Linked DNA regions of Hordeum vulgare: all the other regions are linked to region 3. The links are chromatin contacts, called in public Hi-C maps. All regions are on one chromosome and are shown on one strand. Each heading gives the region's core, a stretch centred on a gene start, on an enhancer-like site or on the middle of the called end of the contact. The rest is flanking DNA. Distances are from core to core; before and after follow the strand shown. Region 1 holds the start of LOC123443397 (ABC transporter F family member 4-like). Region 2 holds the start of LOC123443398 (syntaxin-22-like). Region 3 holds the start of LOC123443400.

The links. Hi-C and Micro-C count contacts between places; a contact is called where the count stands out from the background.
Region 1: a contact with region 3 is called in a Hi-C map of leaf, with 7 times the contacts expected there. The contact joins the promoter of LOC123443397 here to the promoter of LOC123443400 in region 3. A contact is called at or near these places in 4 of 6 Hi-C or Micro-C datasets (leaf and seedling) and 1 of 1 datasets of contacts at active chromatin or transcription factors (embryo).
Region 2: a Hi-C map of leaf shows a contact between it and region 3, with 8 times the contacts expected there. The contact joins the promoter of LOC123443398 here to the promoter of LOC123443400 in region 3. A contact is called at or near these places in 4 of 6 Hi-C or Micro-C datasets (leaf and seedling) and 1 of 1 datasets of contacts at active chromatin or transcription factors (embryo).

Annotation. Positions count from the first base shown.
Region 1 is chr3H:173,681,486-173,685,844 of MorexV3_pseudomolecules_assembly, reverse strand. It overlaps LOC123443397 (ABC transporter F family member 4-like), which reads left to right and starts at 2,165. Exons shown (of 2, transcript XM_045119743.1): 1 at 2,165-4,359. The coding sequence starts at 2,227.
Region 2 is chr3H:174,122,033-174,125,946 of MorexV3_pseudomolecules_assembly, reverse strand. It overlaps LOC123443398 (syntaxin-22-like), which reads left to right and starts at 2,312. Exons shown (of 7, transcript XM_045119744.1): 1 at 2,312-2,727; 2 at 3,305-3,398. The coding sequence starts at 2,528.
Region 3 is chr3H:174,642,046-174,646,044 of MorexV3_pseudomolecules_assembly, reverse strand. LOC123443400 reads right to left here and starts at 2,652. Exons shown (of 3, transcript XM_045119745.1): 1 at 2,059-2,652; 2 at 1,814-1,919. The coding sequence starts at 2,637. It overlaps LOC123443401 (epoxide hydrolase A-like), which reads right to left. Exons shown (of 4, transcript XM_045119746.1): 3 at 3,757-3,998; 4 at 3,028-3,400. The coding sequence ends at 3,154.

The DNA.
Region 1 (4,359 bases), core at 916-3,415, 960 kb after region 3:
AAATGGTTTGAGCTCTCAACGAACGATACCATCAAGCTACTCACTTGAGAGCCCCCCGTGACAGTACGACAATCTATCCTAAAACAGAAAACCTATCAAGGGAAAACCTATATCTTGCACCTCGTCCTCTTGAGCTAGATGACAATGATCTTGGCTTCCTCAAGATGGACCACATTTCTTGCTTGCGTTGGCTTGATGAAGACTAGTTGATTGCTCCCCCATACACACTATGGGTGAGCCGCTCTTCAGCATATCTTCACAAGTCCATTGCCACCATCCTCCATCACTTGACGTCATCCTCCATGGGTTGTATGAGATATTCCTCTTGCTTGTGTTGGCTTGATGAAGACTAGTTGATTGCTCCCCCATACACACTATGGGTGAGCCGCTCTTCAGCATATCTTCACAAGTCCATTGCCACCATCCTCCATCACTTGACGTCATCCTCCATGGGTTGTATGAGATATTCCTCTTGACGCAAGCCCACGGAAACACACCTAACCCCACATAGAACTCTCAAGAAGACCATGGGTTAGTACACAAATACGTACTGGACAATGCATACCATACCATGGGATCACTTGATCCCCCTCGGTACATCTTGTACGCTTTGTGTGTTGATCATCTTGATTTACTCTTTGTCCGACGATCTTGATCAACCTTGTGTCTCTATAACCATTCTTTGGATAATACCTTGAATACCACCTTGGTCATCATATAAACTCCTTGAACCCAACAGATGGACTTCAAGAAGTGCCTATGGACAAATCCTATAAATATAACTTAAGGCAACCATTAGTCCATAGGAATTGTCATCAATTACCAAAAACCACATATGGAGATATATGCTCTAACATCGTGCAACTCTTAGTGATGTGCGCACTGCCGAGACTCCTATGGAGTTCAATGTTCACCTTCATGCTTCTGAGGGTGAGCCCTTGTTTGATCCGATGTGTTATAATCATCTTGTTGCGAGTCTTGTGTATCCTGATGTCACTCGTTCGGATACCTCGTATCTTGTCCATATTTCGAGTCAGTTTGTTTATGCTCCCACTTTAGTTCACTATAGTCACCTTCTTCGTATTCTACGGTATTTTCATGGCACGATCCCTCATTGTCTCCCCCCTGTTCTAGCTCGTTACACCTCCAGGCCTATTCACATGCTACGTGGGCTAGTGATCCTATGGATCGTTGTTCACTTTCTTCCTACTGTGCTTTTTCTTGGTGGTTTCTCATTTCATGGAAGACAAAGAAAGAGAGTGCATTTTCCCATTTGAGTGGAGAGGCAGAGTTAAGGAGGTATGGCTCTTCTGACGGCAGAGGTGACTTGCTTAAGATGGTCACTGTACGAACTTGGCATTTTTGTTACTACACCTACCACAATCTTGTCGGACAACACATGTGCTATATCAGTACCGTGCAGGACCCCATGAAGCATGAGGTTACCAAGCATATTGGTGTTAATGCTTCTTATGCGCACGCTGTTGTGCAGGATGTTGCTACTTTTCAGTATGTGCCTTCTAAGTTACACTCAGCGGACTTCTTCACAAAGTCTCATACTAGAGCGTAACATGGATTTCACCTCTTCAAATTCAGTGTCGTGGATCCGCCATGAGTTTGACCAGGGAGGGGGGGTGTTAGAGTTATATTAGTGATTGACATCCTCTTGTAACCTTTTGCCTTCCTCATCTTTGTGTGTTTATATGATGGCTTTGACCTTCTAATAATACAAATTGTCGTTCTTCTAACATCAACAATATTAACCTCCCGGATTATTAGTGCCACCATGTTTTTTGAGATTCTTCGAACGCAGATGTTTGGTGATGTTTTTTTTTCTTAATTTTCATTCGAGGGTTTTCATTTCTTAATGACCAAAAGGTTATGACAGGAGGGTCTGTGCTACATCGACTAGACACATGCGTTTTTTTTTAGAAACACCAGACACATGCGTTGCTCAATATCACCATCTACACCCACAAAAGGAAAAAAGAAAAACCATCTAGACCCACCAGGCCACATCGGCCTGCAAAGCCCAGAAGTAACGGTCGAACGCCTCGTATTCTCTCTCACGCACACTGCCTGCGGGCCCGTGCACCCGCTCCCCTCCCCTGATTGCTGCAAAGTGCTCAAAACGCCCAAACCCTCCCGATTCTTATTTTGAAACCTCATTCACAGGCAAGGAAAAAAAAAAAAAAAGAGGAAACCCTCCAATCCCCACCTTCTCCAATGGCCGCTCCGCCGCCGATGCTCACCCTGGCGGTGGAGAAGGGGCCACGGGAGGGGGAGACCCGGCAGTGCAGCGCGGGCGCCGCCCTCCGCGTCGGTCGCGTCGTCAAGGGCAACGATCTCGCCGTGCGCGACGGGGGAGCGTCGCAGCAGCACCTCGTCATCGAGTTCCTCCCGCCGCCCGGCGCCGGGTGGGCCGTCTCCGATCTCGGGTCCTCCAACGGCACCCTCCTCAACGGCAATCCCCTCGTGCCCTCCGTCCCCGCCCCGCTTTCCCACGGGGACCTAATCAAGGTCGGCGATTCCACCGTGCTCGCCGTCTCCATCGCGCCTGATTCGGATCCCAAGCCTATCGCCAACCCCACTTCTAGGCGCTCCTCGCGTCAGACGGCAGCGGTGGCGCCGATGGTGGCGGAGGAGAAGCCCCCTGCGGTGACCCGCCGTGGCGCACTGAAGAAAGCGCCGCCGGCCGCCCAGCACCCCAACACGCAGAAGGCAGATCCAGAGGCAGAGGGAGTGGCGGTGGATGAGAAGCCCCAGGTGGTTACGCGCCGGAAAGGACGGCGGAAGCTGGCTGCAGCGGAGCCCCTGTGTGAGATGGAGGAGACTGTCGAGGCGCCACGCCGTGGAGAGCACATGAAGCCCGTGGAGCCTTCTGGGCCAGGGAATGGCGAGGTGGGTAAGGAGGCGGAGGCCACGGTGGTGACGCGCCGTGGCAGACAGAAGAATGCTGCGCAGCTCCCTGAACCAGAGAAGGCAAAGGAGGAGGCCACAGTGGTGACGCGCCATGGCAGGCAGAAGAATGTTGTGGAGCCCTCTGAACCAGAGAAGGAAGAGGAGGAGAAGGCCACAGCAGTGACTCGCCGTGGCAGGCAGAAGAATGCTGTGGAGCCCTCTGAACCAGAAAAGGAAGAGAAGGAGGAGGCCACAGCGGTGATGCGCCGTGGCAGGCGGAAGAATGCTGTGGAGCCCTCTGAACCAGAGAAGGAAGAGGAGGAGAAGGCCACAGCAGTGACTCACCGTGGCAGGCAGAAGAATGCTGTGGAGCCCTCTGAATCAGAAAAGGAAGAGAAGGAGGAGGTCACAGCGGTGACGCGCCGTGGTAGGCGGAAGAATGCTGTGGAGCCCTCTGAACCAGAAAAGGAAGAGAAGGAGGAGGCCACAGCGGTGACGCGCCGTGGCAGGCAGAAGAATGTTGTGGAGCCCTCTGAACCAGAGAAGGAAGAGGAGGAGAAGGCCACAGCAGTGACTCACCGTGGCAGGCAGAACGTTGCGCAGGCCCCTGAACCAGAGAAGGAAAAGGAGGACGAAGCCGCAGTGGTGACGCGCCGTGGCAGGCAGAAGAATGTTGTGGAGCCCCCTAAACCAGAGAAGGAAGAGGAGGAGGCCCTGGTGGTGACAAACCGCAGAGGGAGGAAGAAGAATGTGGTCACTGACGCCCCTCCGCCATTGCCTCCGAAGATGAGGTCTGTAAGGGGCCTTGGTAAAAAGGTTAGTGCAAGTGACCTGGTTCTTGAGGATGGGGAAGAGCAGGGAGGAAATGAGTTGGCTCTATCAAGAGTTCGTCCTGTGGACCTGCTCGTTTCGACGACATTGAAGGGCGTTAAGGTGCAGAAGAGGGATAAGGTGGCATCTGGGGATGGAGACGTGGAAGGGGCTGCAGTGGCATTGGAGGAGAAAGTGCCGAAGGGAAGGGCCAGTGCTCGGCTTGCTGCTTCCGATAATGGTGCCAATGCGTCTGTGGATACAACGCTCCGAGGTGGGCGGAAGAAGGCCGTTGAATCTCATGAACCAGAGAAGGAGGAGGAGGAGGAGGCCATGGTGGTGACACGTCGCGGGAGGCGGAAGAAGAACATGGAACCTCATGAACCAGTGAAGGAAGCGGGGGAAGAGAAGGAGGACAAAGCTCCAGTGGTGATGCAGCATGGCGCAACGAAGAAAAATGTGGCGCCAGTCGCTCCTGCATCATTGCCTCCAAAGAGGAAGTCCGCAAGGGGCCGGGGAAGGCCTGCAAGGGCTAGTGCAATGAACACAGTTCTTGAGGATGAGGAGGAGGAGCAGGGGGGAAATACGTTGAGTGTGTCAAGAGCATGCGCAGGGAAGCTACTGACTTTGACGACGGTGAAGAAGGGG
Region 2 (3,914 bases), core at 1,063-3,562, 520 kb after region 3:
CTGCGGCTCGGATGATTACCCAAGATGGCCTCAACAGATCACCGTGTGCAACCATGGTGACACAGATCAAACGGAACTTAGATGAGGTGGGTGAACATGTCATATCACATGTGGTAAGAAGTAGGAATAAGACTGCTGATGCCCTTGCCCACTTCGGTCATCACAAACAACGCACTGCGGTGTGGCTGCGTAGTACTCCGGAGGAGATCGATATCATATGTAAGAAAGACTATTTTGATTGATCAATGAAATACTTTCATTCGCAAAAAAAAAGAGTCTGATGCCGAGTCTCCTAGATGGAGCTTGAGGCGCTAGTCAATGCAATGGGTGGGTTGTGTTTGAAGAGGATATGTTCGCGTAGCTTCTCTGTTGCAGTGCACGAGTTAGCACAACAATCTTCATAGTCGTCGGCGTATCATGTGAAAGTACAAGTACGTGTAAAGTCGTATCACTTAAACCTTGGTGATTTGAATATATATATTTTTAAATTGTTTGGATTGTTTTTTTAAATGAAGGCAAAAGCTTTGCTTCATCTTATTAATAAGAAAGAAGAACATTGTCCGGTTGATTAATGAAAAATCGGACGAAAATCGTTACAACACGTTCACACAATATACACAGGGCGAACTGGCAACCCGCATAAGAACACACACACGTCGCCGAGGAGATAACACCGTTGAGGCTACAATCCAGTGTCATCGCCATCATACCTATCCAAGGGCGATTCCGACTCCACCATCAACGACCATAAATATAGCCTCACCGCAAGCAAACACTGAGGCCAACGCCGGTCACTGCCAAACAGTCAACCGCACGCGCCAACTACCAGACAGCTTCGACTCTGTCGACGTGCATTGTAGGAGAAAAACATTGAGTCTGAGCCGAGCGAGCGCCACAACCAGCCAACCGCCTCGCGTCATCGTCGCCGCAAGGCCCCGCCTCAGCAGCTCCGACTTCAGGAAGACAAAGTGAGGTGCGGCAACCCTTCGAACACGTCGGATGAGACCGACTACCAAAGCTCAACAACACACCAACTACGTCCGAAGCCGCCATCGTAACCACACAAGAAGTCGTGCCAACCACATTGCCAATTGGGCAGCTGCCGACCCCGATGTCGTGTGTGTCCAGCTCCGGAAAAGCACGGAAGAGGCCAGTGACCCTCAAGGCAACGCCCAAGGGGGTAAAGCGACATGGAAGAACGACGTAGTCACCCGACTCACTTCGGAGTCTTAGGCTTTCGCGCGATGTCCATGGTCCGAAGGTGTTGGGCAAGGAAGGGCTCCACAACGCCCCCCCCCCCAAGGAGGAAAAACAACGTCCGCGGACGGCGTACCGTCTAAGCTTTCGCTCGGAGCCACCTCGCCGAGCATCCCCACGCAACCGGTGGCGCAACACCACCAGTCTGCAAGCCCGCTATTCCACACACCTTCTACGCGACGACGACGCCACCCTCACGCAGGAGCCATTAACCTAACCACGTGCAAACGCCGGCGAGCCCGTGACACCTGCCATCTCCAGACGCCCCCTAGGGCCGGATCTGGCAGGGGGCGGCAGACCCGCCACCACCAGGCAGCGCCGCAGCAGGGACCGCCCACCGGAGCCAGCCAGCCCCTGCGGTGAGCTGGAGCACGTTACCACCAGGGCCCAAGCCCCACGCACTGAGCCGCGTCAGATCTAGGCCGAACACAGGGCCGCCGCCGCCGAGGTCAGTGCACACCCCTTATCCGCATCAGTCACTCCACGCCGCCGCAAGCAGCATGCGCACCTGCCGCCGCCGCGCCCTGAGCTCACGTTGCGTTGTCGTCCGACCCAGATGGCCCGCGCCATCCAGCGTCAGGCGGGGGAAGGAGGAGGCCCCGCCGCCGCCCGAGCTGATCGGGCTTTGCCTGCTAGCACGTGGGGCGGCGGCGAGGGGAAGGAGGTACAGTGAAAAGGAGGAGGTGGGCGCTAGGGTTTCCCGCCGACGCTTGCGGGAGGGGGGATCCCAGCCGATGTTCTTCTCGCGACCGAGGGGTTGGATTGCTTATCACATGTGTCAGATACAATTATCCATTCAACCACAGGTGGGGGTGAGTTTGCGTGCGTCAAACAATTTGACTTGTAAAACATAATTAAGACAATTGTTAACACGCTAATAGTAATAATTAATTCACCGCGCCCCATCCGCTCCTCTAGCCGGCGCGTGCGACCGTGTGCGAATAACGCCGCGTACGCGCCCCGACAAAACCAGCTCCCTACCCGACCTGGCCTGGCCTGGCCCCAAACACCAGCTCAGGCACAGCACCGCGATAAGTTAACTCCCCTTGCTCCCTCTACCCCCACGAGTGTACGTACGTACCCCGGAATCTCCAATTAAACTCCACGAGACGAAACCAAACCGTGACACCGGAGCACAGGCGACGCAGCCCCCGCCCCAAATCCCTCCCCTTTTCGGCCGGCCGCGACCTCTTCCCCCACAAAATCCTCCCCGGAATTTCGCCGAGTCCCCGGTAGCCAGCCGCCGATCGGTCAATTCGCGGCGGACGGGATGAGCTTCCAGGACCTGGAGGCCGGGAACGGCGTCCGCGGGACGCCGCGGAGGAACGGCCGGGCGGCGGGGGCCGGCGCCGGCGCCTCGCAGGCCGTCGCGTCGGGCGTCTTCCAGATCAACACGGCGGTCGCCACCTTCCAGCGCCTCGTCAACACGCTCGGCACGCCCAAGGACACGCCCGACCTCCGCGACAGGATGTGAGCCGCCGTCTTTACCCTGCCTAGCACCCCTCCCCTCGTTTCCAGGATGGTTTTGGTTCGATTGCGGGATGGATTTGGCAATCCCGGGCTGGGCGCTGTGACGATTTCGGAAGCGTGCGCGGGATTGGGGGGAGAATTCTGCGGCTCGATTTCTGATCCCGATTTAGGTTATGTTTGTTTGCTGGATGCGTGCGTGCGTGCGAACAATCAATATCTTTGTGTCGGAGATTGCCTAGGGCTTATTGCACCCCATTTTTTTCCGCCTACTCTGCAGGGCGTCAAATTAACCACGCCTTTAAAGTTATCTCGTCTTTTTTACGTTTTGACGAACCTTCGCGCATAGGTTAGTTGGGCGAATCACTGAATGAATAGACCCATCATCAGTGACATCAAATGAAATGTTTTAGCGCTCTTTCTTCCGAAATTCATGTGATTTATATCATTTATAACTTGTTCATGCTGTGTTATAGCCCTTAATATGTTAACTATACTAAACGTTCAATAAACCTTCTTCTGGCACCCGTTCAATTTGTTATGATAGGCGTCTAACTATCAGTTTTGCCGTTGCTTGCAGACACAAAACACGAGCACACATAACACAACTTGTGAAGGATACATCGGAGAAGCTTAAGCAAGCTAGTGAGGCGGATCATCGTCTTGAAGCCAGTGTATGTGTCTATCCCTTTGATCTACTTACATATTTCTGTTTGATATTTCCTTTGTTGTTAGAAGCATTTATGTACTGTTTTCCCTCATTTGTCGGAGCATGCAAAAGAGTGATACCATGTAGAATTTGAATCTTTTCTTAGTCATGTACTTTAGCTTGGATGTTACTTTTAGTTCATTAATAACAAAAAAATAATAAATAAATACTTTTCTAGCTGATTCTTACCATCTGTTCTGTTGTAATGTTGTCACTTAAACAGAACCTGCAACTGTTTTTTGTTTTTGTTTGCAAGTACATAAGAAAGTAACAGTGCTTTTGGAGTTTAGTCATGGTAACTAAACTCTCCAATTCATGTATTTTGATAGGAATCCTCAAATAGAATTTGGTATTCAAATATCAATGGTCTTGTGCTGACGCACTAGGAAATTAGACTCCTTTGGTAGATAACTAATAAGGTTTTCCTTCATTCTTAACATTCATGGTCATGATTTTTTTTAGCATGGTGGCATACTGTCCA
Region 3 (3,999 bases), core at 1,403-3,902:
GGGTGAGAAGCTAGCAAGTAATAACAGTCAATATAACAAAGGTTGAGCCATATGGTTCCCTTGGTCCCCCACTCCCCCCCTCTCTGTTTATTGGATAAGGAAATTTGACATGTTGCTAAAGTTTAGATTAACAATTATGAAGAAAATGATGGTATAAAGCGAATAAAAATGAGAGGACTCTTATGTCATGGGCCTAATTAATGGCCATCATTGTTGTTTGGTTAGTGCCAACTAAAGGAATAAAATCCAATGCATATCGACCATACATGGGTTATTGATTATCTGCATTCCTGATGCGACTTTCTACTGTCAAATGGTCTGGCTTGCAAACAAATACTGTCGAGAAACTCTAAGAAATCTGGTGAAATGAAATGGTTACCTCAAGTACAAAACAAAACAAAAATCGTAGAGGGCGGAGTTGAAAATGTATAATTAACATGCAACTATCTATACATATCAAAGATATTTGATTAATCTGTCGTCCTTCTAGAACCACTTCACATTCAGATGAGCTAATTACATTTGAGGTTCCCATACTCTCTTTCAGCCTGTTAACTGTCAAGGTTATAATAATGCAAAGTTGGAAACAGATGATATGGTACATCATGTAAACCTCTAAGATGACATGGCATGCCATGTGGCATGACACAGAAAATCTTGTGGCATGGCATTACCAAGTCAGTCGAGAAATCTGTACATAACATGTCAGTCAGTTTTCCATGCATCTCACTATCAGATAAACTAGCATGGCAATGACACTGCATATAAGGATCCAAGCGCAATTTATTCCAAATTAGTTTTAGACAAGAAAGACTGAAACATAGACTCCAGATTGTTAGGTTGATCTCTTCCGTGTGGGCCCAACGGCCCACCGGGCCCTTGATCCATGCGCCCTGATGGGGGGCGCCCAACCCGTTATGGTTGGTGGGCCCCTGTGACCTGCGCTATAAATAAAGTGGTGGGGGCCGGGGCACACGGTGCGAGGTTAGCCGCGCCGCCAGACTCCCCACCAAAATCCCCTTCCGATCTAGGGTTTAGCGCAGTGCTCACGGGAAGCACCACCCACGACCACACCTTTCTCTCGCGTCTCCGACGACTACACCGGCACCGATGGCCGGAGCAGGGAGTTCCACGGGCTCGGGATTAGGTGAGTACAAGGGTTACACCGGATCTATCTATGCCTAGTCGATCTACGGCTTCAACATTGTTTTGCATGTTTCCCCCTTATTTTGCTTTTCTTTTTCGGATTCGATCCGATTTTCTTCTTATCGTTTTCGTGTTGGATCTTGATCCGAACTTTGCCTCCGAGGAGGTAGGTTCTCAACTGAAAACACAACAAACTGAATAATAGCTACTGGAAGTTGGAACTGGTTGATACCAGCCAGAACCTAATCTGTAGACAAGCTGCCTGAATCAAGCTTGGAGAAATATTTGCATCGTTAGAAAAATTAACATCCAAACAACGAGCTCTGTGAGCAAGGAATCAAACTACATTAGCTCATCCTATTTCCTTAGTGCTCATCCAGACAATTTATCCTTACGGCCCTTCTAAGTCCTTCTGAAATGCATAATCTCAAGGGTCACTTATGCAGTTAACTCAACGTTCTATTGCTCCATCAGACATCCACAGAAATTATACCTCGGTCACTGTCCCCATAGAAGATATATTCATCAGCAGAAGTTTATGGTCGCCTGTAACCAACCTCAGAAGAGAAGAAAATGTGCACGCTCAAGCTAGCCAGATGACCCCAAAGCACATCCACCCTCCGTACAAAGCTATTTCGAGAGGGAATGGGGCAAGGGAGGGGATTACCGAAGTTGCGGCCAACGATGCAGTGCCAGGTAGGGCCGTGATTCTTGTCGAACTCCTTCTTGATGTACTCCGCGATGTCCTTCTCCATGGTGTGCTTCTCGAACGCCTGGTATTGCAAAACAAACAAACAAACAGATAGATAAATTCCCCACACCAAACCCCAGCGGACAGCCCCGTCAGCCACGCCGGGACAGCGCGGCGGGACCAAATCGAGAATCCAATGTGCAAGGGGGAAAGGGGATTACGACGCGGGAGATGTCGAACGCCTCCTTCTGCATCTCCTCCTTCATGTCGGCGCTCTTGAGCGTGATCTTGTGCGCCGTGGGCGACGCGGCGGCCGGCGGCGGGGATCCCAGGGCGGCGGTGGCGGAGGCGGCGAGCCTGCGGTCGGCGTCGGCCGGGGCCCGCGTCGCGGCGTAGGGCGCCGGGTGGGAGGCGGCGACGGCGGCGGAGCCCGCGATCCCGCGCCTGAGCTCGTCGGACATGGCTGCGAATCTCTGGCGGTGGCGGGCCACACTCTGGCTTGCGGTGGGAGGGTAGGCTGGAGCAGGAAGGCAGGCAGTGTGGCTTGGCTTGGCTTGTGGTGGAAGCAGTTGGATGGAGGAGCTCAGCGATTCCTTTCTCCACTCCGCTCTTTTCAAAGCCGACGGTGGCTGCTGCCGTGCTGCTTCATCATTGTACGGGAGGCCGGGCCTTCTGGCGGAAGCTACTAGAGGGGAAGCGGGATGCGCGGACAAGTCGGAAAGGTAATGGGCTGCATAGTTGAAGTGCGCAGGGATCGGCCCATACCTGAGTTTACTTGTGGCTAGCCAGAGGTGTTTCATAACATCTTTTTTGAACAAGCCAAGCAATTTTATTTCCCACAATAACACGAAATTGCCCCCGCGCAAATTCTTCCCATCTGTTTGTCCGCTACCTAAGTATTCTTCTGAGGAATATAAGAAATTATTTTCTGAGGAATTCCACTACCTCAGTATGAACCTAAGCAAAAAAAAAAAAAAAGATGTTCAAGAGACAGACCCGAATAAAGAAGAAATGGTAATCTAGCGGTGCTTTCTACTACCAGTTTCAGGTACTCAGTATAAAAATGCACAGTACTAAAGTTGCTACAGTAAATATGGGTCGGAGGGAGTACTAAGATTTCACTGCTGCCCACAGGTTACATTTTGATCCTCTTCACAGAAACAGTACGACCTGAGAGTTCACAGAAATTCTGCTGTGAAAATCAAACCATGATTTTATTTAGAGAAAATTCGGTATCATGGCATGTGTAATCGGCAAGTTATAACTACACAAACAACACTAAAACAAGTAGGTTCGCCGAGACTCTCTTTATATAATCAGAACTTGCTGAAGAACTCGCAGATGTGATCTGAAACCTCATTAGGCTTCTCCTGGTTGCAGAAGTGGCTCACTCCCTCCATGACAACCACATCCTCCAGATTAGGCACGTTCGCTTTGAGGCCACCCTTGTGAATGTAGTCTTTCACCCCCGGCACGTTGTATGTCACGTCCAGGTCCCCAACGATGAATTTTGTTGCTACTTTTACTGGAGCTCCGGTCCATGGCGCAGAAAGCTCCCAGTTCCTGCATCAACACAAAAGTAAGTTGACGCCTGTGTTAACTCTGGCAAAATGCCTTCACTCATAAACTTTTGAACTGAAGTTGGCGCAAACAGATATGTTACGTATGTAATTCAGACATACATTAACCAACTTAAAACTGTTAAGAAAGGGCATGTTGAACCTAGTCTTTGTAGGTTACGGCAACTAGCATTTAGGAAGCAATTCCCCTCATCTGATAACTCAAAAGCATCAAGTTACGCAGTACAGATTATATCATCAGTGAATAATTGAAATGAAATAATTTTCCTTGCTAACAACAGTAAATAAAGCAGTTAATTGTAAAACCAAGACAGTGAGAATGGGCCGTAGGTGACATACAAGTCCATGCATCTGTAGTAGTTAAGCCCTCCTGTAAACCCTGTCTTCTCAAATTTGTCTGCGTAGTAGGAAATATCTTCTTCAGACAACCATGGAGGACAAGTACCATCCGAATCAAGTGAGTCAAAGAAGGTCTTGTCCTTGGGTAGAATAGGAGGAGCTGGTTTGCGCATTCCAAAGACCGTCTTAAACTTATGACTCATGTCGTATAGAGCAAATTCAGCTTCAGCGACTCCGGGCTCC